3 separate regions of the Mus musculus genome follow, and all the other regions are linked to region 3. Evidence: chromatin contacts called from public Hi-C and HiChIP or PLAC-seq data. All regions are on one chromosome and are shown on one strand. The core of a region is the stretch at or near the end of the contact, and the rest is flanking DNA. Distances in the headings are between cores, read along the strand shown.

Region 1 (4,655 bases), core at 1,486-3,985, 210 kb after region 3:
CATGTTCCTACCACCATGAATTTCCTGCCAAGAGATGCACCCTCAAACCATGAAGCAAGATAATTCTTCCCCCATTAAATTGCTTTCATCAGATATTTGGTCACAGCACTGAGCAAAATAATCATTGCGGAGAAGAACACAGATTAAAGCAAGAATGTATACAAAGCCTGCTTGCTCTGAGCACACAACTACCTTTGGGACAGTACGCATAGTTTGGGGGATTAAGTGGCACAACATATTTAAAGTCCTCGCCATTGTGCTTGGCATTGTTCTTAAATACCAACTATTACTACCACCATTTTGCTGTTGGTCTTTCAAGTTTGCATCCAAATAGTAAGCAATGATTTCACAGAGCCAATCTGGGAAGACTCCTTCCTTCTATCACCGCAGGGTCCAAAGACTTTTCCAAAGAAAATACAGTAAATCAAGGTTCCCAGTTCACATGGTGACATGACTCTGAGCCATAGTGTCCTTGGGTGAGAAATGATGACAGGACACCAGATGATGCTCAGGGATTGCAGGGAGGTTACATGACATAAAACATTGGGTTCCAGTGTGGGAACAGTGTCATTGCTGTCCTTAATTCTCAAAGCTGTGCCCCCAGCATCCAGCTGTGCTTTGAAATGTTGAAAGAGAAGGGCCTGGATAGACACGTGAGCCCGAGATTCTTTGAGGCTTTCTGCTGCCCGTGAAAGCAAAAATTAGCATCCTAAATCCCTCAGGTTATAGACACCATGAGGGCATGCTGCCTCCCTGTGGAATTTCACAGACACAGTTCTGAGGCCTCCAGGTCTTCCAGCCCGGAATTTCAATGCCAAACCAGTCTTGGGACAATTCCCTGGGCTTCATAATTGTTTCCTCCACATATGATATTCAAATGACATTGATTGCCTCTCTGTGTTGCCCTATTGAGTACAGCCCACCTGCCCTGCCCCCCTCTTGGTGTTAAAGTTTCCCTGTGCTCTTTGCACTGATTGGCTGCATTGGGTGGTTGGTGGGACAGTGGATTTTGAAGGTAAGTAAAATGGGGAAGGAAAAATCTATTGTCTCCTCTGAAGATCAGGGGTAAGATAAGGATGATAAATAGTTAGTTGCGGGTAGTCCTACCATGTAACAGAATTAGTTTCAGATCCCACTTTGAAACCAGTCATTCTTATTTCCCAGGTAGCAACATGCTCACCTATTCAATAAAGATGATGTTTGACCACTGAGAATTAAGAGGTTATGATTTTGCTATCCACTCACTCTCAAACCGACAATAGCAGCTTCGAGCAGCTATCTCCTCCTCGGGTTTCCTGTCTGCTGTGATGTGAAACTTGTCTCATGCTCCGACATTCCCTCTCTGCCTTCTACTGAAGGAGTAGGTGTATGGAAGACTTCATAGTCCATCCCGATGAAGTTTATAAGGACAGGAAAATGTGTGACTTGGCATAGTGAAGGTTGAAGAAGGCAGAAAGAATTCTCTCTTATTCACAGGACAAGCAAGCAAATCTGCCTAGACTTTATAATTTACTAGACATCCACCCAAATGTGTATTTGCCACTGGGAAGTCCCTCCCAGAACCATGGCTGCATAACCCAGCCTTGCCCACTGCTTACTTCTTGGGTCCATTTGTGGTTTTAGATCACAATCCCTCACGTTAAATTAACATAGCAGCCTCTTCATTCCTATATGCTAAATGTCTCTGTTTTAGAAGTCACAGAGCCAAGGACCTTCGTTTTCTGATGTGACAAAGCAGGTACACTGTCGAGGATATCCCAGCTGCTTTTGTTTTGTTTTTGTGTGTTTGTTTGTTGTAGTGTTGGAGCTTGAACCCCGACCCTTGCATTTGCTGAGTGAGCACTCTGCCACAGAGCTCTAATCTGTTTCCAGTTTTTTTTTTGTTTTTTTTTTGTTTTTTTTAACCTGCAGCCTCACTTTGTAGCCCAGTATGGGCTAGAACTTAATAAGTAGACCTCAAAGGAAATCACACCAATGCCCCTCCCTCTGCTTCCCAAATGCTGGGATTATAGACATGAACGATCACACGGCTTCCATCTGCTCTTTAAAATGAGCTAAATCTGAAGTATGGTGTCTGGATCCACACTCCCCTTGCTCTCTACAATGACAGCATTTTCACTTGTATACTAGAAGATCCCCACCCATTTCAAGCCACCCAACCCAGCCTCTCTTGTCCATATTAGACATGCTGTGGTAAGTTTATCCCTTCCCCTGCAGCGGCATCCTGCCTAGTTCACAGTATGAGTAATGGCCAACTTAATAAGGACTTTTCTTGTGCAGGTGACAGACCCCTGACAGGAATAGCTTAAGAGACTGGGCTCACCATTTGAGAGTATAGTGTGTCATGGGAAGTAAGGCATCGGTGTTGATGGGGTGGGAGTGGCGTTGGCTACAGGAGCAAAGGCATGACATAGACACTGCTCACCCACATCTCCATGGGCTTCACTTCCTCCAAAATTTTCTATATCCTCCCCAAATGGTGTCACAAGCTGGCGATCGAGTATTCAAACACAGGAGCTCACAAAATGTGTGTCACATTTAAACCACTACAGTGTATAGATTTTCCCCCAATCAGAGCCTGGGATAGGGACTTGGCTGAAGGCTGAGACCAACATCTGTGTTGACCTTAGAGGCAAAAGACTGAATGCCAATATGGGTACCTTCATACTGTTTTATGGAAGACTCAACTCTTCTGGTCCTTTAACCTTTTCTGTCTTGGCAAAGGAGAAGGAGCGCCATCTACTGTTGGCACATGCCGCAGGACAGACAGTCCCTTGAGACTTCCCCAAGACTTTTCGATCCATGTGTCCAGTGGCCACAAAGACAGCTGTAGTTTTCCTTTGCTTACGGACAGGAAAACTAAGACCAAAAGGCTACATCCAAGGTCACTCATCCACAGAGTGATGAATCCAAGCTTTTAAGGCTCTGAGAGGCTCACACAGGAGGAGAAGGAGAACACAGTCACAAATGAACAAAAAAATCGGGCCACACTTCTTGCAGAGCATTCCAACCCAGGGGAGTCAGTGGTCCCTCAAAATGATGAAAGGGCTGTAGCTGCACTCTGTAGAGCCTGTCCTCCGTCTCTCCCTCCCATTCTCACTGAGGACCCTATTCGGAGCCCCAATCCATCCTTGCTATTTGCAACAGCTGCTGCAGAGAAAACAGGTGGTATTTGCTTAAAGCCCACACAGATCTGAAGCTCTGTACACAATGGGAAACCAGGGAGGATCCATCAAGCTGTCAGAATGGGACCTGTAAGTGTGTGTGTGGGGAGCTTGAGTTAGAGAATACCCTTGCTAAGCTTTAAGCAATTCCACATTTAATCTCGCTTATTTCTGGGAGCACACACACACACACACACACACACACACACACACAGAGCCATTTGTCTAACCTTCCAGTCCCTAAAGGATGGGTCCCCTGCTGGAAGCAGTATTTGCCATTTGTGCCTGTGTCTATGACCTTAGAGGCTACAAGAAACCTTCTGCTGGACGAGACCCTGAATTAGTAGATGACTCTGTGTGTGTGTGTATGGTGAGAAACAATGGTCCTTACTGCATAACAAGAGTACTGGAGACTCGGAGTAGTGAAAGGGAAATAGTTTATGACCATGAGAACTTGGGTGTCAGTGTAAAGAAAGGGCAAAAATGGCTGATGTGGCACGAAACAGTAACACATGCACACGAACACACACACATTTTCCCTGACTGAGTGAGTTCCTTGGGAAATACAATCTTCTCAGTGCCTAGCATTGCCTCGGCCCTAAAGCCCTGTGTGTCCCTATGAGTTTGGGACACACAGCCTTATCTAGTGTATGTCCTGAGACTTGAGATCACCTCCTTTTCTGCTATACAAGCTTACTCATGTAGCCGACTGCCTATGGGTTTGCAGCACTGGAATGAACTTAGAGTACCTAGACAAGCAGCTGCCAGCTGCCAGCTGTGGAAGACAGGAGCCTAGGGCCTCTTGCTTCCCTGTGATTACTTAATGAGGCCTAAACACACTTAAAACTAAAAATAAGCCATAACAATTTCCTTCTAACAGTTTGCATGTGTGTATTCACGTGGAGTACACATGTGTTTCTGTGCACATGCGTAAGGACAGAGGTCAAGCTCAGGTGTCATCAGGTTTTTTTTTTTGAGACAGGGTGTCATGCTATTGAGCCTCAAGGATCTGCCTGCCTCCACCTCCCCAGCACTGGGATTACAATTGCATTCAAGCATTCCCACTTTTTAAAAAACTTTGGTTCTGGGGCTCGAACTCAAGTCCTCCAGCTTGCAGAACAAAACACTTTAATGGCTGAATCCTCTCTCCAGCCCAGCAGGTGGTTTTTCTTGGCACAGCTTCTTTGTTTCTCAGTTAACATCTCCAGAGCGCTTTTCCTGAGTCCTTTGCTGGCCTTCTCCTAAGTCAGCTGATCCCCTTTTAGACCTTCTTCCTTTGGAAATGTATTTTCTTCTCTAGTCATCAGACTTAATTGGTCTAGTACAGGCTCTCCCTGGAGTGCTCTCTTTCTGCCTGTGTGACAGGCCCCAGGTTTTTGTGACCCATTTGTTTGGCTGGGTTTATGTTTTTGTGTGTCTTTTCTGGCTTTTCACTCCTCACTCCTCTATTAACATTTTGCAATCAACTGATTTTAATCTTCCTGGCTGTTT
Region 2 (4,469 bases), core at 1,174-3,673, 160 kb after region 3:
TTACAACTTTTTCCTAACCAGGACGTTAGGGATGCCCCAGCAAAGTCTTCAAACTACAGTCAACGAGAAGGCCCTGAGCCACATTTAAAGTCACACACCGATGTCAATGATAATACCATTAGGACAACTGTCAAAAACAGTCAGAAAAGATGTCAACGTACTCCAGAAACTTAGTCACAAATTTTATTTAACGGGTTTATTTCAAAGAACGCATATCTACTCCATGCTACCTGGCACCTGCTGCTCGTACCAACATGTGAAGCCGTTTATGCCCACAGTCCCACATTTTTCCTTTCCTGTGCTAGCTAGCTAGCTACAGAGGACATGTGCTCTTGCGTGCCATTCTTGCTGACTGGGTAAAAGAATAGAACCAAATCCTTCCCCATGAGTGTCAGGGCACTCATTGGTTTTCCCCAGAGGTACCTTCTTCACTCCCTCAAACTCATTTAATGTATCAGCCACCATCAAAATGAAGAGCCCAGTTAATTAATTTCTTTCAGACACACACACACACACACACACACACACACACACGCACACACTCCCCCTGCCCCCCTCATTCTGGCCTTGTAAGCATTTGCTTATAGAAGCAAAAGCAGGGACTGACTGCTCAGTAAAACACTGGTCCCTTCAGCCACATGCAGATAAAGCTCTAATGAGCATAACCAACAATGCGCTTTACACAGTATCACTCTCAGAGCACCCAATACACCCTTATCTACATTCACACACAAATAGCCATTATGAAAAGAAGCCACTAGTGAAAGGCTGAGTTTATGCATCTTGATGCCTAACACATTTCCTTCCACTCTGCCACAAGCATGTGCAAAAAGCCTGCCTTAGCCAGGGAGCCAGGGCTTCTGCTCCTCCCAGAGTTTGTTCCCATGACTGGATTCAAGGTCCTGTCCCAGCCCTGAAGGAAAGCAACCTGTCTCCACTTTATAAGACCCAGCCTTTTTGTCTCCCAAACCAAAGATTCCACCCCTCAATTCTGCCTTCCTGGCCCCTGAAAGTGAGTCCCTCTGCCCCTCTACCAGGGGAACCTCACTCATCTAGACCCTAGACAATTGATGCACCAGGTGATGATGTTAGCCTTACTTCATCGCACAACTGAAAGGGTGGAAATAAAGTCACAGATTCCAGTGACTATCCCCCTCTCTGTAAACATGACAAATAAGAAGCACTTCAAGGGTCCAGAGGGACCAAAGAGAGTGATAACCGATTCTGCCAGGCAAGTAGCAATGGAGGGTGGCGTGAGGGATTAGGATACTGCAGAGGTACTGAAGAGTTGGGAGGCACCAGACTAGAGAACATCTTCACTCTAGGCCCAAAGTTCTTGAAGCGCCTGGAGAATTAAATGTGTGTAGGTGCCAAGAGAGCATTCCCAACCACCACAGACCTCTAAGGTAGTTTGTTTGTTTGTTTCTTTCTTTCTTTCTTTCTTTCTTTCTTTCTTTCTTTCTTTCTTTCTCTCTTTCCTTCCTTCCTTCCTTCCTTCCTTCCTTCCTTCCTTCCTTCCTTCTTGCATTTGTAAAGACTTCTATTCCAGACAGCTTGCCCAGCTTGAGAGACACGCCCACCCACAACCTCCTCCCCTCCTTTTATTCACCCCCCCCCCCCACACACACACACACACCTCCTCGGTGCTGTCCTGTGGCAGGTGAAAGGTGAAGCTCAGGTGAACTTCACCTAGAGGCCTCTCTGAGTAGTATCTCCCAGAGGGGCTGGTCTACAAGGGAAGACCTCCAGGCCAGTTCATCGCTGCCCTGGAGCATCAGATCCCCCTCTCCTGAGCCCCTCAGCCTGCTAGGGAGCTTCAGAAAAATTGCTCTTGGTAGCACCAGATCACAGTCCCTGTCCGGTGCTCCTCCTACCCCACCTCGCGCCGGGTACCGCCCCAGCCCCCATCTAGCTCAGCAGCTGGCATCTGCAGCCGAGGGTCCCCACGTCTGGATGAGCCATCCCAAGAGACTCGCGGTGTCCCCAAAATGCCACTGTCAGATACCCTGGGATGCAAGCAAGTCGTCTGTAAGCGGGACCCTAAATGCCAGGGGCCAGGTCGCCCTGTACCCCAAGGCAAGGGCACGGGGTCCTTGTCCTAGAGCTATCCAGACTGACTGTTCTCCTCCCAGGGTAGCAGGCGCGGGGCCCATGGGCCTCCTGCCGCGCCTCCCTCCAGCTGTCACCACTCACCTGCTCTTCAGAGGTTGACTTTTGAGTTCGTAATAGGTTTTGGGTTCTTCGTGAAACTCCTCCCCGACTTCGAAATCCGCCACGATTCCCGATTCGGACTGCATGACTCCCTCTTGCCCGCCTTCCACTGCTTGGGACTTGGACCAGAACCCGGGCACCTGAGAAAGATGGGGGGCCTCGGGTACCCCAAGCCGCGCGCCCCGCGCAGTGCCCCACTCAGCCCGCTAGCCGGCCGCCCGCCCCGGCGCGGTGAGTTTACTCTCACACCAGAGCGGGAGGGGCTGAGCCCGGTGCGCCCTGGGATTTGTGGTTCCGCCTGGGCAGAGCACACCAGCTCTCCAGGATATCAGCTTCCGCAAAAACTACAACTCCCAGAAGGTCAAACCGGGGAGAGACAACGTGGTGTACACGGATAGTGCAAGTCCTGTTTGGATTCCTTGTCAATGTCAGCAGCTCCTCTCCGTGTCTCTCCGGTTTGCTTCAAGGATACAGACCTGGCTGTTTAATATTAATAAGAACAACTCAGCCTGGGCTTCTACTGTCCCTCCTGGTTTAGACATCTGCGAGGACACGCCGAGCGTTCATTTAAAAAATAAAACACTAAGGGGTTTTGAAACTAGAAAGTTTCGGTCAGAGTTAAAACCCATTTTTAAAATAAAAGGACTTTCTATTAGCCCCCGAGCTCTTCTGGACTGCAGCGACACATCATTTTGTCCTCTATTGAAACAGAGTGTTGGAAACTTCACTTTTATAATGAAAGCATTATTGGAGGAGTTGTTCTTGTGCGTTCTTTTTCTGGAACTCAGTATAAGCTCCCACAATACTCTTCATCAGTTGAAAGGCTCCTTTCCTTTTATCCAATTAGTCACCTCTAATCTAAAGCAGCACTTGAAGGATTCAGTTAATTTTAAAAGACATCAAGTTACCAAACAGCTTCACCACCACCACCACCGTCTGCTTTCAATTTCTCAGTTGGCTGGGAGTTCAGATGAGATTGTCCTAACATTGCAAGCCGGTGCAGCTTCAAGGTACTCGGCTAGGTGATGTATTAAATGACCGCACTTTAGCTCATTTGTATGTTCAGACCTGTCTTCTGGTTAGTTCCAGCAGGACTCTTCATGTTGTATAAAACATCAACGAGTGCTTTGAGACATTGGAGTTAAGGGTGGCATTTTAAGATGGCAGAAATTCCTAGTTCTTCTAAGAAATCCTGTGTAATCTTAGACATGTCCATTGGATTCCTAGAAGCCTTAATTTCCTCATCTATGAAAGAAGAGATTAGGAAACCTATTTGAGATGGTGTTGCAAGGTCAAAAGTAAGGAAAGAATTACTTGCAATTTGTATACACTAGGGGCAGGCAAAATGGCTCAGTCGGTAAATTTACTTATTTGCAAACATGACAACCTGCAATTGGTCCTCAGGACACACATGACTGAAGAATGGAACTATTAACTACTGCAATCTGTCTCCTGACAGCTGAATGCAGGTGCAGGTACACATAATACATACATAGAATTTTTTAAAAGCTGCTCAGTGATGATTAATTTTGGCTTTCTTTTGTGTATCTTGGAGGCATTCTTGGCAAGCTTGCATCTCTTCTGTGTATTTTTCACTTTCAGGAGTTGATAAACTAAATGATGATCCTAAAAGGTCTACACTGATGGTTGGGCATCTCCTTGGAGTTACCCACTCCTATATCTTGCCTCACAGTATAGCTTTTTCTTTTTTAATTTTATATCAGAAAGATCATGAATAGGAGTGGTGAGTGAGAACTGGAAAATGTATACATCGTTGAGGTAGCAATAACCAACATTTTGTAGCTGAATATTGTTCTTAAAATACTTCGGGGGTCCTTTCCTATAGCAATAGCATGGCAGGATATCTGAAATCACCCTGAAAAGCTTCAAGATGTTCATGGATATATTAACTGCTAGAAACAATATTCAGAGGTAACAGTATAGAAGAAGGGAAGTAAACCGAGAGAGCAGCATGTGTGTTTAGACTCTGAACTTCATCCAGGTCCTCCATAGTCAGTGCTGGAAAGTGGGAGCAGAAACTGATGGGCTTGGAGCAAGTCCAGAATTTGATGAGGTGTGAACCACAGATGCTAAACACTGTGCCTAACAGCAAGCGTTCTGGCCCAATATCACCCCGACTGAGAAACGCTGAGCCTTTTCATTGTCTGAATCTCTTGACCCATTAGGAGTTGTGTTTGGTTGGTTGGTTGGTTGGTTGGTTGGTTGGTTGGTTTTTTTGTTTTTGTTTTTTTTTTCCT
Region 3 (4,230 bases), core at 1,705-4,204:
GAATATCTCTCTTTTTAAAAGCTGCCATCCAATATATATATAGTAGTACTGATTATTTTAATGTTTGGGTCTGTGAGATGACACAGCAGGCAAAGACACTTGCCACCAAGCCTAGTGACTAGAGTTCAATCCCCAAGACCCACAAGGTAGAAGGAAGAGAAGGGCCTCCCACAAGTTGTCTTCTGGCCTCAAATATTCACAAAGACTATTCTACTTACACTGTCACCCACAGAAGAGCCAACTGCCCCTCTGAGTCACATTTTCACAATCTGATGCTATAAGTTTATGCCACTTTCTAACAATTTAAATGGAAAAAAAAATCTCAGGAGCGGAGAAGACAGCTCAGTTGGTAAAATACAGAGATGGAGGCTTAAGCCCTGGTCTCCAGCATCCCCATTAAATGCCAGTGTACACCTGTAAGGCTAATGCTGGAGAGGGAGAGGAGGCCTGAGGCTCTCTGGACTCATTGGCCAGCCACTGGAGCTGAATTGGTAAGATTATGGTTCAATGAGAGCACCTTTCTTAAAAATAAGGTGCAGACAGACGATGAAGACAAATATTGACCTCTGGCAGACATGCACACAAACATGTACACATAAAATATGTCACACACAAATATGTAAACAATAACATAGGGTAAGGGAAAAGAGTGAGAGAGAAGTCAAAGCTGTCTCAGAAGAGACAGAAGGAAGTATATGAAGCAACCAGACAGTGAGCTCCTGACAACATTCTTCCAGTGTCTGGGTTGGCGGTGGAACTTGTTACTGTTTTCTTTAAAGGACTTTCAACTTTTTTTTTTTGTTTGTTTGTTTGATTTTTTTTTTTTTTTCGAGACAGGGTTTCTCTGTGTAGCCCTGGCTGACCTGGAACTCACGCTGTACACCAGGCTGGCCTTGAACTCAGAAATCTGCCTGCCTCTGCCTCCCAAGTGCTGGGATTTAAGGCATGTGCCACCACTGACCGGCTCAACTTTTTTTTTTTTTAACTTTAGAATTGGTACACAAAAATAATAACTTACTGTCCCTTGAGGTGAAAAAGTTTAAATCTTTCCATGTTTGCTTTATAGTAAAGATTAGAGGAAACAAGAATACCATGTTCCCTCAAGTACCGATCTGCCCCTCTCCTAAGTAACTCTCATCTAGAATTTGCTTTGCAACCATCTGCCCCAAGGGTGTATGCACTTAGAATTCTCATTCTGTGACACGCCTGCTGTTTTATGTGCTTTTCCGTTAACACAATGTAAGTATTGACCATGGGAATGCTTGAACCAACATGCTGCCACTGAACATCAGCAAGCGTTTGTCCACTATGGTCCCTGTGCAGTTCATTTAGTTTCTCTCTGTTCCATGAAAGTTGTGCCTTCCTAGTGGATGCTGAAGGTAACGGGCGTTGGTTGTAAACTTCGGTTGTGATGCTGGGGTGACTATTCCTGCGTGTCTCCTTCAGAGTGGCCTTAGTGTCCTGACTCTGAAGTGGAATTGCCAGCTCCTGGGATGCTACGCAGAAAGCTTTGTTAAATGTTGCCAAATGGTCCCCTGAGGGGCTTTTCAATGAAGATCCTTCAGGCAGTATCTGAGAGGTATGTTCTGATGTCCCAGTTCTCACCAAATATGTATCACACATTCTAAGTTCTGCCAGACTGCACAGTATCTGGCTATAGCTTAAATGCAAGATTTCCTAATTTCTAATGAGACTGAGGTTTTGCTTTTGTTTTTTGTTCTTTTTTTGTAACAAGTGGCAAAGCTGAGCATCTATATTATACACACACACACACACACACACACACACACACACACATACATACACACACACACCTAAATACATTCCATGGCTTTCTTATTGCTACACAGGGGTTCTAATCTCCTATCTGCCATTCGTGCTAGCTATACTGTTTTTCTATAGCCTGCTTATTGTTTAAGTCAATATTTTTAACATGACCTCCCAGAGATCAGTTAAAAACTGAACAGAACTGGTAAAGAAGATTCCCCATGTCCTACTGCCATCAGACTCAAAGACATATTTCCCTAAGGCCTTATTTCATATTAAACAAGCTTTATCAAGGACGTTATCTCAATTTAAAGCAGAACTGTTTGTACAAAGGAACTAACTGTGATACAAATCTTAAGAACTTATGTGACTCTCTGATTATTGCCTACTCCTTGTCCCCAAGGAGAAAAATAAATCCTAAGTGCAATTACCAGATAAAAAGATGTAAAATCCACTGAAGTCATTTTGCCAGATTCCCAGGAAATTACACCACCAACCACATGACAAGCCACAGTTTGTTTTCCCACATCAATGTAAGCTGCAGTGTAATAAGTGAACCACAAATACAGCTATCAATGTGGTGAATTAAAGGAAAGAACTTACATTGCTTATTTCACATTATGTTATTTTGTATTTTGTTTGATTGCATATTTACATACTTATGGAACGTGCATGCATGTTTGCATGTATATAGGCATACACATCAGTGGATATTTCATGTGTATACATGCACATGAAAGCTAGATGCCTTTCTTGGTGGCTTTACACTTCCTTTATTGAGGTAGGATCTGTTTCTGAACCAGGAACTCAATATTGCTGACTAGTCTAGCTAATCAGGTTGCCCCAGGGATTTTCCTGTCTCTGTCCCAAGAGTGTTAGTATCATGGCAGACAATACACCTGCCAGGTTTTACCATGGGTTCTGGGGACTCAAACTTTACTTCTCATGCTTTGGCAAGAACTGCCTTATCCACCAATCCATTCTCTTGGCCCTGGTACTGTTACCTTAATAGGACTCATTAAGAGAGTGATGACTTCATTATACTAATTAAAAAGAAACTTTTTAAAATAAATCAGGGAAAAGATGGTGGAAAAGAAATTACTACGTTGAAAACTTCAGACAAGGGCAGGGGTGATATGAAAGATTGTTTTTTGTATTTCCAGTTTCATCAGGGAAAGGAGGAAGTGGGGTATCTTGGTCATTTGTAACTGCTGTGGAAACAAGAAGCCCTTCCTGTGCCCAGGGATTCAGAGTTCATTTGGGATTTTTTTCTCGCTGTGTGACCTGGTATAAAATCTGGTCATGATCTCAAAGCTGTTGGGATGACAGACCCAAACACGCTGAGACCATTTCTATTATTTTTTCATCTCTATTCACCCTAGATTAGACAGCAAGACCAAAAGGCAAAAAGTGTGGGCAAATATCAAGAAATGGCCTAAAAAAAGGACTTTAGAAGGGAAAGGGTGGGGAGGTTTGTTTTGTTTCATCAGCTCCTAAGATAACACCATCAAAATAAGACGAAAACTATTGGTTCCTCATCTCAGAACTCATGTTTACTGCTACTAAACCTCTGTCTGTCTGTAGTGAAAAACTCCCATTAAGCCTTACAGAAATACGGGATGGTTTTGTTTGGTTTGGTTAGGTTTGGTTTGGTCATCATTGTTTATTTTGTTTGTTGTTTTGAGATAAGGCACTGTATGACCTAGAAGTCACTATTCAGACAAGGTTGCCCTCAAAATCACTGAGATCTGCCTGCCTCTGTCTCTCTGCCTCTCTGCCTCTCTGCCTCTCTGCCTCTCTGCCTCTCTGCCTCTCTGCCTCTCTGCCTCTCTGCCTCTTCTCTGTCTCTGCCTCCTGAGAGCTGAGATTAAAGTTATGTGCCACCACACCTGGCTGGAAACATCATACCCTATTCACAGAAATCTGCTTATTCTCATGATCAAGGACTGTTTCTGGTAAGTTATCCTCAGAGTTAGAAAGATCAGTAGATAAATAACACTGAAGAAAAATCCGCGTGGTGTGTGTGTGTGTGTGTGTGTGTGTGTGTGTGTGTGTGTGTGTGTGTGTTTTCACATGCATGAGTGGACCAGAAGTCAATATCTAGTGTCTTTCCCAGTTGCTTTCTGCCTTGCTTCTTGAGACAAGATCTCTCACTTGGCCTGGAACTGACAAGAGTGTTAGGCTGGCCAGCCAATAAGTTCCAGATTTCCCCCTCCCCAGCTCTGGGACCAGAGGCAAGAGCTGCCATAGCCAACTTTTTTGGTGATGCTAGGGAACCCAGCCCAGATCCTTATTCATACAGAGTAACGTTTTATTGACTGAGCCTTCTCCCTAACAAAGCCACCTTTTGAAAAGATAGCCACTTTGGTCCAAGCTCATTAAAGCAGATTGTCTACCTAAACTTAAGTGCTCAAAACTGAAACTTCAACAACTTTGATTCACTAAGTCCAATCTCTACATAAT

The links. Hi-C and Micro-C count contacts between places; a contact is called where the count stands out from the background. HiChIP or PLAC-seq counts read pairs in DNA pulled down with a chosen protein or histone mark.
Region 1: a Hi-C map of bone marrow-derived macrophages shows a contact between it and region 3, with 34 read pairs. The contact joins two enhancer-like sites. A contact is called at or near these places in 2 of 484 Hi-C or Micro-C datasets (bone marrow-derived macrophages and embryonic fibroblasts), 6 of 115 datasets of contacts at active chromatin or transcription factors (embryonic basal ganglia and embryonic stem cells) and 1 of 9 other capture datasets (embryonic stem cells).
Region 2: a contact with region 3 is called in an H3K4me3 HiChIP or PLAC-seq map of bone marrow-derived macrophages, with 2.9 times the contacts expected there. The contact joins the promoter of Mitf here to the enhancer-like site in region 3. A contact is called at or near these places in 7 of 39 promoter capture datasets (the 3T3-L1 cell line, the HPC-7 cell line, cranial neural crest and 2 more), 6 of 484 Hi-C or Micro-C datasets (the AML12 cell line, the MNK3 cell line, embryonic stem cells and 1 more), 5 of 115 datasets of contacts at active chromatin or transcription factors (bone marrow-derived macrophages, embryonic stem cells, forebrain and 1 more) and 1 of 9 other capture datasets (adipose tissue).

Annotation. Positions count from the first base shown.
Region 1 is chr6:97,757,596-97,762,250 of GRCm38.p6, reverse strand. No RefSeq gene overlaps it. Among named protein-coding and RNA genes, the nearest start is that of Gm24565, 29 kb to the right of the region's middle. Within about 2 kb of position 2,735, at least 16 of the 459 cell types and tissues checked have an H3K27ac peak or open chromatin away from gene starts, as enhancers often do. A contact at or near this core is called in bone marrow-derived macrophages, where this site is marked.
Region 2 is chr6:97,805,012-97,809,480 of GRCm38.p6, reverse strand. Mitf (melanogenesis associated transcription factor) reads right to left here and starts at 2,423. Exons shown (of 10, transcript NM_001113198.1): 1 at 2,194-2,423. The coding sequence starts at 2,297.
Region 3 is chr6:97,970,360-97,974,589 of GRCm38.p6, reverse strand. The region is part of intron 2 of Mitf (melanogenesis associated transcription factor); the gene reads right to left. Among named protein-coding and RNA genes, the nearest start is that of Mitf, 170 kb to the right of the region's middle. Within about 2 kb of position 2,954, at least 8 of the 459 cell types and tissues checked have an H3K27ac peak or open chromatin away from gene starts, as enhancers often do. A contact at or near this core is called in the MNK3 cell line and bone marrow-derived macrophages, where this site is marked.